2 separate regions of the Arachis hypogaea genome follow, and region 1 is linked to region 2. A link is a contact called in public Hi-C data. All regions are on one chromosome and are shown on one strand. Each heading gives the region's core, a stretch centred on a gene start, on an enhancer-like site or on the middle of the called end of the contact. The rest is flanking DNA. Distances are from core to core; before and after follow the strand shown. Region 1 holds the start of LOC112796623 (tRNase Z TRZ1). Region 2 holds the start of LOC112796618.

Region 1 (5,968 bases), core at 1,039-3,538, 160 kb after region 2:
GATTTAGAAGTTTTTATTGGGTATAGACAAGCTAGTTAGAAATATTTATGGAATGTTATACTTAACATGACATGACAATGAAATCGGTGGGGGGCTGAAATGCGTTATTTTTTAAATACTTACTATAGTGTGGGATAAATGATAAGAACTGACTGTGTATCAGAACTTCATAGTGTAGCAGAGCCCTCGCTGTGTCCAAAGTTCAAAACGTTCTGTTTGCGCAGATGATTATGTTTTGAATCTCAATAGTTTCATGACGTGTTTATTTTTTATCTTTTTATTTTTTTGATGTGGTTGTTGATATATGACTTAATTGATTTCTGCATTTGCAGGTTCCTGGTTGTTGAGTTGGAGATGATCGGCTTGCATAATCATTTTGTTTGAAAATCTGAATAATCAAGGCTTAACAATGCTGTTGCCTTCAATGTATTTCAGCGCTTAGATGGTTAAATAAGTTTTATTTGATACAGTACAGGGTTTCCTTGCATTTAAAATGTTAACTGAATCTGCGAAAGGTGGACATATTTCTTGTTTCCCTTGCGTTTAAAGTGACAATGGAATTTGTGGAAGGTGAACATATTTCTTGGTCTCTTCCTAGGCTGAGTCCTCTTCACGTGATTTTTTTTTTTCTAAACCAAAAATAATGATTGGAATAGGGGCATGAGAATCCAACAAAGGATTAGTTAAATGTGATTCATACGTTGAACAAATTCATTCAGCGACAATATGGTAAAAGTGTTGAATTTGATAGTGGGAAAATTGGACAAATATCGGTATAGGGTGTAATGGCTTGATGAAGCATGCTTATAATATTAATAAATGGTACATATAATTTAGACACCAAAGGAAATGACCCATATAATTTAAAATCAATCTAATACTATTGGTTAATTAATCCATTATTACATTTATGTTAATATGCAGCAAATATTTTCACCAGGAACAGTTTATCTTAATATGCTGCAAATATTTTCACCAGGATGCAACAATGACACTTGATTTGAATAGTTGTCTGAGAGTAAGAAGTAGGACAAATTGTGATTGATGACTTTTTCTAGAGGCACTGATAAATTTGCAGTGAAGTGTAAACTAGGATGTTGTCAAACCTTGAATTGTTCTCGGAACATTAAGCTTATGAAGACTTAAGGATTTAGTATCATGTTATGCTATAGGATACTAGTTTGAATTTGTAATAACTCTGACATGAGTCAGTTTTGTTCTGCATCAAGTCGAAGGAGGAGAGCTGCCTTTGAGTTTGTTGTGTAAGACCTCGAAGGGTTCCAGTTTACAAAATGTGGACGAAGATGAGATTTTGCAGAAATCAATGGCCTCTAAATGCAATGGTTCATTCACCGAATAATGGTAACGGTGTTACCGATAGACAGAAAGTGAAGTCATCTGGCAGTATTTGGAAAAAAAGGCAACCGGAAATATCTCCTGCTAAGACAGCAGAAAATGGCAACAAGGTACTTACCTATTCTCACAAATCTCACATTATGCATTTTGGTGCTTTGGAAGTAACTTTCTGCACAAACAAACTCTGGCAAAGCAAAAAACTGAGTGTATAATAAGATGAAAGTAAAGATTTTGTTGAAAATCAAATCTGAAATTCTATCCAATCCATGTAGTATGTTAAAAGTAAGATCAAATTCAATCCAAATTTTTGCACTTCTAATCGGTTTAATGGTTTTAATTGAATTGGATTGGATTGGATTACCTCTTACAAGCATAGATGCCTTGATGATGTTGGCTTGAAGAAGGACCATAATTCGAAAATTTTCACATTATCTTTTCAGGACTTGGAAGAAGAGAGTGATGATGTTGGCTTGAAGAAGCTGTTACAAGAAAAGAAAAGAAAGATGGAATTTGTGTTTGGAGGAGACTCTAAGGCAGCAGAGTTGGAATTTGAAAGACTTAGCAAATTGAAGACTAAACTAGATAGCATGAAGGTTAAATTAATTGAAGTTCAAAACCACAGAGCAAAGGGTGCAAAGGAACCATGTGTTATATATGTACCCATAGCTAAGTTAAGGGAAAAAGGTTGAATAATTAAGAGACTTTTTAGTACCATTTTATTTTATTTTATTTTATTTTAACAGAAGGTTATATAATATATAGTGTTTTTTCTTGTATAATGAAAGTGAAGCAAACCTAACAGGTGAGCCACTAGGAGTAGTTTAGATTCAAGCTTCATTGTCATAATGTACCCCAAAGAAAACGAAGTGAGGCAAAGCTGTTGAAGTTGGATTTGCTTATACATATTAATAATTTAACGTTAGCAATTGCTCATTGTAAGAAACACCCTTCCCCCCCCCCCCCCTTCTTTCTCTCTCCCTCTCCCCCCTTCCTCTCTCTCTTTGAAGTCTCTTATTATTATTTCAAAAAAACAAGCCTTTAAACATGCTTATATTACTTCTATCAGCTAACCAAGTTATAGGTTCAATTGTTGGATATCAAATACCGATTATCTCAAAAAGACTGTTTTGATTGTTCTAAGAACAAGAACTCTCACATTTAGAAGAGTCTTTGCAAGGCTTAAAGAAAATGATGAATTTGCTTGGTGTATTGAAAATTTGAACCAAAATTTTTTATTTTCTAGCTAGAAGAGAGAAGAGCAGTTATGTAATGAGATAGATTATGTTTCACATTTCTGATTCAAACCAGAATATTTGGTCAGTTGGTAGGTACTATTTGGAGACTCTTTATTTCCCTGCATCTCAGAATCTGAAAGATAACATTTTTTTTTCAATTTAGATGTGCAAACGGGGTCCGGAAGCGGGTGGGTATTGGTTTGGGGCTGATCCAAAGTCTATGACTCACGCAATAGTTATTTGTGGTTGTGTAAGCAGCTTTTTAGTTAGGAGGAGTGGGGAATTGGCTTTAGCTTTGGCACTAGCTTATTCTAAAAAAGCACAAATTTTTGATTTGGTTGTGTTTTAGTGAGACTCTTCCTACTATAAGCTTGTCCGTTTTTGCTTTCCTCGCTCTTGTCTTTGTGCCATCGCAATCGTCACCTTCCAGCCACTTGGTAGACGTTGTTGTCGCCGTCTCCCTCCCCTCGACTCCTCCTTCTCAGAAGCCTTGCAATCGCCAACGTGGCCTCTCAGATTGCAGTTCGAAAAGGTTAAATTGAGTATCAATTGAATTCAGCATAATTGGCAAAATCATGTTCTTTTTTTTTTTTAATTGTAAAGCGCATTTTGTACAAAAGGGTGCTACTTACGTTTTAATATGATTCATTTAGAGTATGGTTTGTTTCTCCGGAGCAACTAGTGTTACAGAGATTTGATTGTTGTTCAACCACAAAGGGGAAGATAAAAGAATGAACCTTGGTTCTATTTTGTCCGGTTGTGATGCACTGAGAATTGAGCTATTCAGGGGTTTGAATTGGTTTTGTTGTCATAGGTTATTATCCTCTTTTGGGGATTTGTGATTCCTAGTTCGCTGAGTGCCATTGATCATTGGTCGCCGGAGGTGAAGGTATGCTGTTGTTGTAACTGCAACTGAAACATGAAGTTGGGTTTTAGACTTGTAGTTTCTTCTTTGAGGCTGTACTAATTTTTTAGGAGAACTGTTTAGAAGGTTTGAATGTTAAAATAGAAGTTGGTCAATCATTGGTAAATCTCTTTCCCTTATTCGATTTTCAGGGGCAGGGGATGGTTTGTTTTGGACATCTTGGAAAAAATGTTGCTGAGATTGGTTCATATGCGGATGTGATTCTTGATGCTTGTTGCCAGAATATTGGAGAAGCTAATTAGAAATTTCTTGTGTAAGTTTGTGTTTTCAAATGTTTGCTGATTACTTTAATTAGAATTTTTTTGTGATTCTGAATTTTTGTTGCTGATGTGATGAGTTTCTGGGTAAGTTTGTGTTTGTTATTTATGTGATTTTTGATTTTTTTGTTTTAGTTATAAATTTTGATATTTGAATTTGTTTGTGATTTTTAATAATAAATTATGGACTAGTTATTATGTGAAATTATAAAATTTTGAATTTCATTAGCTTAAAAATCATTGAATTTAAATATTTAAAATTATATTTTGAATTGTTAATAATTTATTTTATATTTAATTAAATCGGTTTAACTACGATTCGATCTTGGTTGGACTATTAAACCAGTTATTTGACTGGTTCGGTTCTTACAACCTTGAGAAACTTAAAAAAAAAAAGTCTTAGTGATTTTTCTAAATATTACTCTTTTTCATCAATCAATCCCGTCTTCCCCCAATGGCCCAACCAAGAACCAACATAAGTCCCAAGTACTAAAATAGAGGCTCTTGCACACTCAATACCCAAAAAAAAAAAAAAACTGAAAAAAAAGGCTTGCACACTTCCGGCCACCGCCACAGCTGCTAGACCCAAAAGCTCCACGACTACGGAAACGGCACGTAGGTGTTCATACTCCCTTTGTGATTGTTGTGTTTGAATAAGATTAAATGTGTGTCACTGTGTTGTGTTTTTTTTTTTTTTTTTAATTTGGATTGTCAATTATGTTATGTGCATATTGTGCCTCTAATAGACTATTACGGTGTTGTTTAACAGATTAATACTATTTCATTTGAATTTGAATCATGCGCTTGTATACTTTTAAGTTACTCTGTGATTAGGCTTCTATTTCTTATCTTCTTTTAAGTTAATGGTTCTAGTTCCTATACTAATTTGTTCTGATCTCATGTTACTTCCTCTTATGATTTTCTTATTTTCTGTTATATCAGTTATTGTTTATGGAGCCAAAAAATGAGCAGCCAAATTCTTCAAAGAAAGCAAAGGATCTGAATATTGAGGGATACCCAGTTGGGGGTCTGTCCATTGGAGGCCATGAAACTTGCATCATATTTCCCACTCTTAAAGTAGCTTTCGACATCGGTCGCTGCCCACCTCGCGCCGTTTCCCAAGACTTTCTGTTGATCTCCCATGCGCACATGGATCACATAGTTAGTCTTCTTTGTGCATAATGCATGCATGAGATCCTGTTTGGAATTTTGTTGCACATGTATCACATTGTGATAATATTATCAAACCAGCATATGAATAATTTTTTGTTTATTGTTTAAGCTAATACTTTGAAGGGGAGCCTTGGAAAAACCAATTGAGTTGTCTCTGTGTGATTTCAAAGTCACGGGGGTCACAGGTTCAAACCGTGGAAGCAGCCACTGATGTAATTATCACGTTAGGCTGCGTACATTACACGGTGCGGCCCTTCCCCAAACCCTGCATTAACGGGGATGCTTGTGCAGCAAGCTGCCCTTTATGCTAATATTTTGCATCGGGGTTTTATCTAGTGAATGTATGGCTGAATTAATTTGTTGTTGAACTTCTGTCTTGTGACATACAAATGTTTTATCAGGGAGGACTACCGATGTATGTTGCCACACGTGGCCTGTACCGTATGAAGCCACCAACAATTATTGTACCAATTTCAGTAAAAGAGGATGTAGAGAAACTCTTTGAAGTCCATAGGAAAATGGACCATTCAGAGCTCAAGCACAACTTGATTGGGTTAGATGTAGGTAATGGTTAATTTCAATCAAACTTATGCAACTAAGATCCAAGGTTTTGAGTTATTCCAATCATGTGCAGTAGTTGCTAATACATGGCTTACATTTGCAGGAGAGGAGTTTTATTTGAGAAAAGATCTTAAAGTAAAAGCATTTCGGACTTACCATGTTATATCCAGCCAGGTACCCGACCAGCAATTGCTGCTCGAGTCATAAGCTATATATTCCTTAGTGCTATAGACTAGGGCATTGTTTAAAAAATGTAGCTTTAGGTTCTGGTGCACTCTGAGGGTAGCTGTTTTGATAATGCTTTCTCATTGCAGTTTATGTGCCATTGGCAATTCCGAGAGGCACTATAGCAGATGATTTTTGAAAGGCTTTATTATTTTGTAATCTCTTACTTGATCCTCTCGATATTTGAAGTTTTAAAGCTGTTTATTTTTAAGTTAAAATCATCTATGTTTTAATTT
Region 2 (6,081 bases), core at 99-2,598:
AGGTTAAAAATGAAAAACGTAACCTACGTTTTGTGTGTTATAGAAACAAAAAAAAGACAAAAAAGTAAAAACGCAAAACGCAACCTGTGATTTTCAGTGACATCATAGTAGTATAAATATTTTATATACTTCTATTTCATTGAGTTATACCATAATTATTTTTATATGTAAAAAAATGAATCGCTATATGACTAACAAATATTATTATTTTTAGCTAATAATATTTAACTTGCAATAATTTACATCTATATTTATAAAAATTTACACACAAAATATACATATAGTTTACACTTATATTTATTAGAATCTTGTATAGATAAATCAATATAATTTATATCCATATTTTTTTAGAATTTTTATACATAAATTAATAAAATTTATTTGTTAAAGATAATTTAGTGTTTATGCTAGTCTAATAATAACAAAAAATATTAAAAATTATTTACCTCTAAAAATTTCTCTTTATATTATGCACAAAATTAAATTTTAATTTAAATTATAAAATTTTAAAATTTGAATTTCATATAATATAATTTAAACCATCTGATCCAAACTGTAATTTTGATTACATTAAAAATTAAATTTAAATTAATTTAACAAAGATGTAATCGTGCATCAAATTGGATCGAATTAAAAAATAAAAGAAAAAAGTATACTTTAAATTACAATAAATTAGATTATTTTTATCTTCTAAATCTATCTAAAAGTAAAAAAATCTCTTGTTTTTTTTCTGTTTTATTTATATATTAGAAGAAGAATAATTATTGATAAAAACTCATATATTTTGTTAAAATGATAATTAAAAATTTTAAATAATAATTTATCTAAATATATTAAAATTATTTAATAATTATATATGAATTTTTTTATTATTAAAATAAAAGTTTTTTAAATAAATAATTTAAATATTTTATTTATAGATATAGATAATTTATAATATATTTATCTATTTTTATTTTATTTATATATTTTATTTATAATGTAAACAAATTAATATTACTTATATCATGTTTATATAAACGAGATATAAGTAATATTAATTTATTTATAAGATAAACAAAATGCGTAAGTAAAATAAAAATTAGTAAATGCATTATAAATTACTGTATTTTTTAAATAAAATATTTAAATACTTATTTCTACAAAAACTATGTTCAGTTATTTTTTTATGTATCAAAATATTAAAATTTATAAAAATATAATATTTATAGTATTTTTTATTAATTCAAAAATTCTTTATATGTATAAATATAAAAATTAATTTTTTAATTAATTAATATTAATTTTAAAATTTAAAATTTAAAATTTGTGATAAATATTAAATACAGTCCTTAATTATCTAACAACTAGAATTTGAGGTTATATTTTTTTTAAAAAAAAAGAGCGTCCTGACCTACAGTAGAGCGATCCACGTGCCGCCCCCTGTATCCTCTCCACACCCTCCACCGCCTTTCTTTTCTATTCTCTTCTCTTCTTCCCCACGCCATGTCGTATTTATAAATTATAAGTAACCTCTCTCACTCTCTCTCTCTCTCTCCATTCCATTCCATTCCCATGGCTCGCTTCTTTATCTCCAAGACCATAACCTTCCTCCACCGCCACCACCCGCACCCTCCCAAACCCCTCTTCACTCTCTCCCTCCGCCACCGATCCTCCCACTCAGCCAACAACAACGGCACCCTCATGGAGCTCGACCTTCCCTCCACCTCCTCCTCCTCCAATGCCGCTGCTGACTACGACGTTACCATGAGGATGTTCGACGACCTAATCCACCGAATCCTCGTCAGGAAGGCCACACCCGATTGGCTCCCTTTCGTTCCCGGCTCCTCTTTCTGGGTCCCACCGCGTCCAGCTCCCTCAAATGTCGTCGATTTGGTGCATAAGTTAACCACCGAGGAACTCTCCGCAGAGGAGTCTCTCTCCCTCGCCACCCACCACGCTTGGCCCTCCTCCACCTTCTTCACCGATGGTAACAAACCCTTTTCCCCCATTCGCCCTTTTCAATTTTTCTTTTTTTATTTGAATTCTTCGTTTATTGAGAAATTTTAAAAAAACTTTCGTGTTTTCAATTTCATCGTTGTTAGGTACATCTTTCGGGTTCATTTTGTTTTGGTATTTTCTGATGGATGATACGAAAAAATGAGAACTTCTTTGTGGTTTCCGCATTAAATTCGTAGCGTTTCTAGAAATGTGGGCTGGTTTGTAGCCCTCATCTTAGGTTGATTCCTTGGTTGAGATCATGGTAATTATGAATGCACTGGAACCCTTTTCCCCGAAAGCTGGAGAAGTTTATGTAGGGATGAATATGATTCTAGGATATGGGTTTGGTTTAGTTTGATTAATTTAACGGAAAATAACATTCGTTTTTGCTATGGTATGATGAAATCTAACCCGACTCTCCTCCATTTTTATTTCTTAAAAACATGCATTGACATCTCTTGGTAAAGATTACACTTGGTATTTTTATTCCTTCAGGAAGGGGAAAAAAGGGTACACTTGTTATCCTCATAATTTGTAAATTGTTGCACTAACCGGTATGAACATCACAATGAATTTCAACAAACCTCATATGAAGCTGGAGTTGTTTTGGGATGATATGCGGTTGGGTCTTTTTATTCAACATTACTATGACACTTTTTCCAGTATGAATGACCATGATGGCCATGTTCCTGCATTTTCTTGTAAAGATTACAATGTTAATTGCCAAAATTCATTCTTGGCCAATTAAGCATGCACCCTTCATAAAATTGTGTATTCCTAAGGGATGTTGGCCTGTTTGACCACTTTGTAAATCTTCTGCTCATGTTTTATGTTAGTTGATTCCTGTAACTAATACTACCTAGTAAAACAATAAAAACATGATAGTGCCTGCTGTTGGTTCTTGTAATGGGGATGAATTGGCCTTGTACCCTAAGGGAAGTTGCTGACTGGTTAATGAACCTCCAGCATTTGGCAGAGATATTTTTCTATATGCAAGTCTCGGCCAAAAGTAATTGATCTGAATATTAGGCTCACTGTATTCAATACATATTATAGATATGATGCTACAAATGAATCTTAATCTATAAGTGTGGAAATATTATGATTGATGAAGTCACACAATTTTTGTTTGTCTTTCTGCCTTCAGAGAACAATCAAGCAGATGGTGGAGATACTGATGTGGAGTTAAATAAACCAGAAGGGATGGAGGGAATGGTGAAAGTGAAAGTTCTGACAATCTCAGATACTGTGGCTCATGAAGATGAGGAAGGATGAACCAGTACCTTAGCCAAACAAGTTGCTGTGGTGAGCAGTTCTTTATCTTGGAACCATGATGCATACTGATATCAGTCTGCTGAAATGCGTGTTTTTGCTAATTGTTTGTGTGCAATATCATGTACTATCAAAAGCTTGAAAGTGTGTAAATAGCCTCCCTGTCTACTACTAATATCGAATTATCAGATTATCAGTTGGCTTGTTGTTGTGTTGTGATCGTCAATCAACCATACGAATGCGGTTTGATAAGTTCTCGGGAAGACCATTTCTAGCAGATTTGCATCAGGAGTAAGAAATTCATCTAAACATCCCATAGTAATTTTGTGGTTAAGAACTGCTGAAAGATGTGCCACCAATATTAGCATGTGTGTCAATGGACATGGTTTTACTGTACATTGCACATGTTTAACTTTTCATGATATATATTTTTTTATTTTGTTTTTTTGTTCTTCTTTTAATTTAAACAATAGACATGAGAACAGGGGCATTATTGGGTTGGTATTTTATACTCAACTGTATGACAATTTGATGATATAATGCTGAGTGCTAGTGTTCCCTTTGCATGAGGTGGTATGTACTGGTAGCGTGAGTGCATGCAGTACTAGAAGAAACTAAAAGGTTTAAATAGCTACATTTGCATGCAGGTGTCTCCTCTGTTTGACATGTGTTTATACCCAAACAAGGTTCCCAAAAACGGGCAGTATATATTTTGATGCAGCATATTTACAGAAGTTTTTTTTAAGCCTGATGGCCAATCTCTGCTACTGGGAAAATACTTGACTGATTTTTATTTGTTATTTTAGTTTGTTGTGTCTAGGGAACATATTAGCAACTGATATATCAATGTGAAATGAAAATTTTTGTTGGCAATGATATGTTTTTATAGGTCAGAATGTTGCATGATATATTGATGATTAATATTTGTAAACTATTAAAATTTGAATTCTAAATTAATGGACTAAAAGATTCAATAAGATTTCTAATTTTCATAGAATCACATGTATTTTTGAATAAATTTAGTGTGTTTTAATGAAGGGTGGAAGGGCATGGCTCAATGTTTGGACTAAATCATGCCCGACTCTTGTTTGGTTGTGTCAACATGTTTTACTTAACTCTAGTCATTTCATTCCTTCCCCTACCTAGTGGGATATGGCTTTGTTGTTGTTCTTGTAGTCATTTCATTCCTTGACCATGCTACTACTTACTGTAAAACTACTTTCAAACATTGTTTACATAGCTTTGGTCATTCCACTCGAAGTCATTCCCTCTGTTTTCAGTCTCCCCCCAAACTCAACCCCAAAACAAATGTTTTCTAAAATCAAAATTAAGATAAGGGGGAAATATTTTGCTGGTAATGGTATGTTTTGTAGTTTAGAATCTTGCACGTATTTTGATTTTTGAGCATGGTCTTTTGCACCCCAGTTGTTCTAATACTGAGATTTCCTCTAGTTTTGCAGGATTTTCATGGTGCAACCTACCTCATTCAAAAGAAGAAAAAAGAGAGTAACTGAAAATAAATAAAATGCTCTTTTGGAGATTGAGAAGGCCATGCACTCAAATGGAAATTCGTATGAGATACAGTACTGTTTATTCGGGATTAGCCCTTCCTTCGCTTCGGGAAAATTCTTTTATAGGTACAAGTCCATCGCGTCATATTTGGACACACTCGCATGGGAGTGTATCTTGAATAAAGTTAGTGGGACTCACCTTTGTTGCGAGTGTTTAAAGATGGGGGTGTTCATTTTGTGCCTATGGAAGAATCTTTCCTAATATATCCTTGCTTTACTTGGTATTAGAGACTCAGCATTGATCTGTTTTAACCAGCATAGCCTGAATATATTACCAATGTTGTAACCTTGAATCATTTGTAAGGTAGGAATGTATGTAAATTTAGCTAATGAAGCAAAAGATTCTTTCAGTATTCTTGTGTTTTGGATACGCATCTGCACACAATTTAGTGCTTTTATGTTGTTATTTTGGTACGTTTAATTCTGACAGGCTTTACATGAACGTTGTTAAACATAGTTGAAATTGCAGGCGAGTTATTGCTAGGGAAAATTTAACTATTAAGCTTGTGAATATTGTTTTTAAGATGCTATTCATTGTTGTGAAAAGATAATGCTATTGTAGGTGTCTACTCAAAATCCTCAAACCAGAAATGTCATGTAATTAGAGTACTAATTAATGTTGATATGATTGAAATATTTCTTTTTGATGTTTGATATGATGTTGATTAAATAGTTCTAACAAGACTATTATTTTACTTTCAAAGGGCATGTTTGGTTGAGGTGGAAGTGGGAACAAATTGTATTCCGTCCCAAATGAGTTTAAATAGGGTGTTATCTTTTAGAGTTAATTTTGATGCATTGATAATATAAAATATTTATACATTTGATCAATTATATTTGTTCTTTTGAATAATTATTTGGTCAGTCAATGAAACTGATAGTTATTTTGTTAAAAATGACGTTACATAATTTGATATATTTATAATATATTTATAAGAGTTTTTTTGAGTGTTATTCAAAAAAAGGATTTTTTTTTAATAAAAAATATAGTTTTATTTTTTAATGTGAAAAAGTAAAAATACTAAAAAAAAACAATTTTTTTAGAAATTACAATTACATCCCTTTTAAATATTTTTTACTTAAAAAAATATTTTTAACATAATAAATAAACAAAAAATTTTATATTGTATCCAAACTATAGCTTGAAAAATCGGGTCAAACTAGTCAATTCGACTAAAAAATTAGTAAATCTAATTTTCAATCGGTTCAGTTCAGTCCAAAGACCGTTTAAGGTCAGGAACCGGTCATTATAACTCAT

What was found. A called contact is a pair of places that touch in the nucleus more often than the background predicts.
Region 1: a contact with region 2 is called in a Hi-C map of leaf, with 4 times the contacts expected there. The contact joins the promoter of LOC112796623 here to the promoter of LOC112796618 in region 2. A contact is called at or near these places in 2 of 8 Hi-C or Micro-C datasets (both in leaf).

What each region holds. Positions count from the first base shown.
Region 1 is chr4:31,929,129-31,935,096 of arahy.Tifrunner.gnm2.J5K5, forward strand. LOC112796623 (tRNase Z TRZ1) reads left to right here and starts at 2,289. Exons shown (of 10, transcript XM_025839174.3): 1 at 2,289-3,123; 2 at 3,648-3,769; 3 at 4,716-4,934; 4 at 5,348-5,510; 5 at 5,611-5,681. The coding sequence starts at 4,725. LOC112796622 reads left to right here. Exons shown (of 4, transcript XM_025839169.2): 4 at 333-579.
Region 2 is chr4:31,769,709-31,775,789 of arahy.Tifrunner.gnm2.J5K5, forward strand. It overlaps LOC112796618, which reads left to right and starts at 1,349. Exons shown (of 4, transcript XR_003199304.3): 1 at 1,349-1,969; 2 at 3,128-3,285; 3 at 3,442-3,543; 4 at 4,713-5,176.